Regions from separate parts of the Bos taurus genome. Here region 1 is linked to region 2. A link is a contact called in public Hi-C data. All regions are on one chromosome and are shown on one strand. The core of a region is the stretch at or near the end of the contact, and the rest is flanking DNA. Distances in the headings are between cores, read along the strand shown.

Region 1 (2,967 bases), core at 93-2,592, 47 kb before region 2:
ACGGCCGGAAGGAGAAGGAACAGCAGAAATGGGTTAGAGAGTCCCACCAGCTCAAATACCAAACCAGGCTCTCCCAAAGAAGTAACCTCTTCCAGACTCCCGGAAAGAGAGACTGAGAAGAGTCAACCTCTGAGCGGCCAACCAACGCCAACAGACGCATGCGAGGAGGGTTCCCCACAGGAGAAGTGCCAGGAGCCGGAGGGTGAACACCCCGAGGGCTGCGTGCAGGCAGCCCCCCCGGACGCCAAGCGATCACCTGGCCGGGGCAGCCATGCAGCAGCGGCTGTGCAGCAGGGCGGTGAAAGTGATTCACCCCAATTAGAACCTCTGGAGGCAGAGGGAGAGACCTTCCCAGATGCCACCGCCACTGCCGAGCAGCTGCATTCCTCATTAGAGAACTCCTCCAAGCGGGAGAACGCAGAGGCGCTCATCCGCAGTCCCGGGGAGGACGCTTCGCCCGGTGCTGGCCGCGAGCAGGAGCCCACCCAGGGATCGAGGGGCGTGCCGGGCTCGCCCGCCGGGGAGCATCCCGCCGACGGGGCCCCTCGCTTGTGTGCCCACCGAGGCTCTCCGGAGCCCCAGGGTGGGCTGAGCCAAGCCCCGGAGGACTCTTCAGCTCCGCCGGGCGACCCGCTCGCCGAGGGTGCGGAGAACCGGGCGGGCTCAGCACCAGTCAACGTCAAAGCCGAGCCCCCGGGGCAAGACTGCCGACCCCGCGAGCGCGCCCACCCAGCCAAAGTGCTGACTCTGGACATCTACTTAAGTAAGACCGAGGCGGCACAGGTGGACGAGCCGGTCGTGATCAGCCCGGGGGCGGGAGATTGCGGCGATTGCGACGACATGGAAAAGAGGTCGAGCGGCCGCAGGTCTGGGAGAAGGAGGCGGTCTCAGAGATCCACCGACTCCCCCGGCGCTGACCCGCCGTTGCCCGACTGTGAGCCCCGGGACGACACGGTGTTCGAGGACGAGGTGGCGCCAGACGCGGCCGCCGAGAATGGCTGTGCAGAAAAGAAAGTGAAATCTCCTCCGCAGGCGGCCCCCAATGGGGGCGTTGCCTCCGCTGCCGGCCTGGAGTCCAAGTCCAGCCCCAGCCCCAAAGGGCAGCTCCGAGGGGAGCCGGAGCGGAGCAAACAGCCGCCGCCCGCCTCCTCCCCCACCAAGAGGAGGGGCCGGAGCCGCGTCCCCGAGGCTGTGCCCACCTCGCCCGCAGGCGGCCCGCGGCCTACGGCCAAGGACTCCCCTCTCAAGAGGGCGCCAGACCCCGTCCCCAGCCCGGCCGCCAAGGAAAGCGGGGAGGAGGCGGCCCGAGTCATCCCCCGGGAGCTCACGGTTAAGAGCAGCTCGCTACTGCCTGAGATCAAGCCCGAGCACAAGAGGGGGCCGCTCCCCCACCTCTTGGATGGCCGGGGAGACGGAGGTCGAAGCAGAGACTTGGGCAGATCGGCTGGAGGTTCTGACGCCTTTGAGGGCTTGAAGCCCAGGAACCACTTCGGTGTGGGCAGATCGACGGTGACCACGAAAGTGACCCTGTAAGTAACTGCGGGGTCACTTGCAACATTATCATTCATAAACTGAATAGACTCATTCTATTTGAATTCTTGGATAAGTAAGCTTAAGAGTTGGGTTGGGCCAGCCCAGTGGCTCTTGAGGGGCTCGGAGTCTTTGCATTCGTGGAGGAACTGCCTGTGCATTGAATTTTCTCCTGGGTGGTGAAACTGAGATGGTGAAGGAGTAGTTGACACAGTTAAGGTTTAAGAAGATGGCCCGTTCAGGACCCTAGTCGGTTGTTATTAATAATTCCTATTAATATAAGGCTTTTAAGTTCAATGAATGTAAAAGTAAGATATCTCTTGAGGTTCAGTATTTACATAATAGACGACCACGTGGCTGGATTGGCGCTCATTCTATTCTTTATTCAAAATATACACCAGCATTCCTGGGTGGAACATTCTTAAAATGTAAATGCAGTGAATTTGAAAACAGGGAGCAAACTCTAGTGTGTACAGTACACCCAGTAACTTTGACATGTGTGCGTTTACAAGAATTCACAGAACCTTTTATGGAACTTAGTGCATTATTGGCCTAAAGCTTAAAAAAAAATCTCTAATACAAGCATCTCCGTTGTTTCTTCCCCTTTATGATGTTAGGAAGTTTGGTGACATTCTTGCTCCCAGATCAAAAAGTATTTTTCAGTTATTGAAATGAAGAAAAATTAGTGTTTTTACTGGGAAGCTGTTTGACAAATGAAAGGACACGTTAGAAGGATCAAGTTCAACAGCTGACTGTGACCACTGTGCTGTTAAGTGTATTGATTTTTCAAATATTTATTGAGTACCTTCTGTGCATGGTAGTGTGCTGGGAACTATGTGGGGAAAGCCACAACTGTGATTCACTGTATATTGCCTTTGAACAGTTTATGGCACAGTCCAGCACCCAAGATGCCGACAAATCAAATAATTATATGAGGTGATAATCTGATTAAACTGCCACATGAATGTTACCATCCCTAAGGCTGGGGGTGTGGAAAGGAGGAGGAAATCACTGTTGATTTTTTTTTTTTTTTTTTTTTTTTGGAGGAAGTGGGATTGTGCCTTGATGGTGAGTGAAGTCTGTATAGGCAGACAGGACAGGGAGGGCACCCTATAAAACTCAAGACTCCCCCTTTCCCTACCAACTCTCCCCTATCTCTCAGTCAGCAAATGTGAAAATGAGTATCTAAACTGCTCAAGGTGTTTTCCTATATTCACACATTTTTTAAAGCTGAGACTTTCCCAACATTATGATTCATGAACTGAACAGATTCATTCTGCTTGAATTCTTGGATAAGTAAGCTTAAGAGTAGGAGGTCTGCTTGGTAAACACTCACGAGGAAAACCTGCTTAATGAATAACTTGAGCTACCTCACCCAGCTGCCAACCTGGAGCACTTTGATGGAGTCAGCAATTTATTCTGTAAGAGCAGCCTTGG
Region 2 (2,878 bases), core at 262-2,761:
CCTTGGACTGCAAGGAGATCCAACCAGTCCAGCCTAAAGGAAATCAGTCCTAAATATTCATTGGAAGGACTGATGTTGAAGCTGAAACTCCAATACTTTGGCCATCTAATGTGAAGAAATGACTCATTTGAAAAGATCGTGATTCTTGGAAAGACTGAAGGCGGGAGAAGGGGATGACAGAGGATGAGATGGCTGGATGGCATCACTTACTCGATGGACATGAGTTTGAGTGAACTCTAGGAGTTGGTGATGGACAGGGAGGCCTGGCGTGCTGCAGTCCATGGGGTCATAGAGTCAGACATTACTGAGCGACTGAACTGAAAATGCCAACTTCTGTCTGCGAATTATCTTAATTCAAGGAAATGGCATCTTCCAGCAGTTATTTCTAATGAACATTTCAGTGATATTATTTAACAACTTTGAATCCAGTAGTTCAGTCAGTGAGAAAAAGTAAAGTGTACTAGATTATCAGAATCCTTTTATCTCAACATGGAATGGTACACTTTTCAAAAGCATGTTCTACATCAATTTGTGTGAATGCCATATGAAAATGACTACCATACCTTGTTTATATGTTAAAGGTAGATTCACTTCATAGAAGAAGCCGTAAGATTTTTGCATTAGAACACACTCTTTATAGTTGGATAGCGTGCCTTTGAAGAAAATTTTAGATATTTCTCATGAAGGAACACAAGAGAATAAATGGAATTCCAAGTTTTAAAATGATAAAATGCCCTTTTAGCAACTTCAGTGCTACAACAGCCTTCAAAATTAGAGATACAGTCATATGCTGGAAGCCTCAGGCTGAGCGGGGTAGATACATCAGAGAGGATTTAGCTACAGACCCAGATGCAGCTCATAGTCCTTTCTAGGAGCGAGAAGTAAATGATGGGCACTTATAGTGTTCTGAGGCTTCCCTTACTAATAAACCAGAGGACGTCACAAAGGGCTTAAGTCTCCTCATACAAAGGACAAAAACTGAGAACTTTCCATTACTGATGTCATCCGAAACGAAGGGCATAAATATTTGTTTGATCCCAGTTACCATGGCTAAACGCTGAAATACTCATGTGTAAATGAAGCTGGGAACGAAGGTAACTTTAAAAATCAGCTTACCCAGGGGACTGCTTACAAGGGTACTTGAATGTGTGTCCCTCCATGTGTAAGATACCTTGTCCTTTCTGCTGAGCAGATAGCAGAGGACTGCTGCCTGACCATCTCGGGGAGCCTCGTAACCTCTGGCTCAAAGCTGGGCCTGGCGCTCGAACAGAATGCTGACAGTCAGTTCTGGAGCATGAAGCCTGACGGCAGGATCTACAGCAAGCTTAAGCCAAATTTAGTTTTAGATATCAAAGGTAAGGATTATTTCCCCTATCTGCCTTGTTGTGTCTTTCTTTAGTTAACTAAAAAGCTCTACTTTTGACATCGGGCGCACTATTAATAGTAAGTGATCCCTTATGCTGTGCCAGCCTCAGTGCTAAATAAACACTGTACACACGTCATCTCACGTGATCTCCACAGCAGCCCTAAGAGGCCTGTGTTATCCCTCCTCTCCCCATTTTACAGCCCCTCAGAACTGAAGTTCAGAGGGGTGAGTCAGTTTGGCCACACCCACAGTGCTGAGGTGGAATCTGGACATGGGCCGACTTTAAAGCATTTATTACAACAGACTAAAAATCACAAGTTAAAAGGCTCAGTCTATATAGCTGATGGTACTCATGTACATGCAAGTAACCTAAAATCTAAGACTGAAAAGTAATTAAAACGAACAACAAACACAGCCAAAGAGATTTCAACTGAACATTTGCTCAGTGAAGTTACTCTGGAGTGAACTGATTGATGGTGCCTGGAGAAGACCAAATACGTTTATTTAGGCAAGTGGTTTCCCAACTTTATCTGCATCAGAATCTCCTGGAGGGGCTGTTAAAACACAGATTGCTGGTCCCCTGCCCTCAGAGGTCCTGATTCAGGAGGTCTGGGGTACAACCCTGCATGTCTGACAGGGTTGCGGGTAATGCCCATACTGCCAGTCTGGGAGGACTACTGATGATAATTTTAAAATAAAACAAAGTTACCAAATGTAGACATGGGAATTTAGTAAACTCTTGTTGCTGCTGACAAGTAAATGAAGACAGTGCATTTTGTGTCATATGGGGTAATTTTGCTTTAAATTATTAATGGAGACTTTCTATTCCATATCAGAAAACCAGTGTGGTGATGTTTGTAAATTTAGTGAAACTATATAATATAACACACACACAGTTTTAAATTATGGCTAGAAAGTTGGCTCTGTTTTACTTGAGTCAGGGATCTAGACCAAAGCTGTCATTAAAAATTAAGATATAGGATTAAAGAAATAGCTTGTAACTGAGTTTTAAACTAACTTGTAGAAAATGGAGAATAAGCCTGAACATTTCCATCAGGGGCTTTGGTGGCCACTGATTCAGATCTGCGGGTGGGGAGAGTGGTCAAGCCACCTCACAATGGGGTCTGAGGTCACAGAGACTCAGAGGAGCAAAAGGTGCTCAGAGGCAAACCGAGTTCACTGAGACGGAGGCAGGGCACTACACTTACGGAGCAAAACTAAGCAACGTCTGGCTCCAGGCTGGATGGGGCCCAGCATCATACCTTGTATAAAATGCAACAGGAGACGAATGCATTGTAGGCTGGCACAACAGACTTGTCAATATGTACACAAGATACCCATTTTATAGATGATCAGCCTGAGGTTCATCGGTTGAGTCACTATCTTAATTCTTATTTGGATCAACTTGTTAAACTGGAGCTCCTCAGTCTGTACAAGATAGTTTTAACACCTCCAGAGAAGCCAAAGAAATGTGACTAATTGGAAACACAGATGTGGAGGGAAATATGGACT

What was found. Hi-C and Micro-C count contacts between places; a contact is called where the count stands out from the background.
Region 1: a contact with region 2 is called in a Hi-C map of an unstated tissue, with 2.0 times the contacts expected there. The contact joins two enhancer-like sites. A contact is called at or near these places in 2 of 11 Hi-C or Micro-C datasets (skin fibroblasts and an unstated tissue).

What each region holds. Positions count from the first base shown.
Region 1 is chr9:43,432,621-43,435,587 of ARS-UCD2.0, reverse strand. CRYBG1 (crystallin beta-gamma domain containing 1) reads left to right here. Exons shown (of 22, transcript XM_003586468.6): 3 at 1-1,529. Among named protein-coding and RNA genes, the nearest start is that of RTN4IP1, 100 kb to the right of the region's middle. Within about 2 kb of position 1,342, at least 70 of the 102 cell types and tissues checked have an H3K27ac peak or open chromatin away from gene starts, as enhancers often do.
Region 2 is chr9:43,385,999-43,388,876 of ARS-UCD2.0, reverse strand. It overlaps CRYBG1 (crystallin beta-gamma domain containing 1), which reads left to right. Exons shown (of 22, transcript XM_003586468.6): 21 at 1,193-1,355. Among named protein-coding and RNA genes, the nearest start is that of RTN4IP1, 58 kb to the right of the region's middle. Within about 2 kb of position 1,511, at least 15 of the 102 cell types and tissues checked have an H3K27ac peak or open chromatin away from gene starts, as enhancers often do.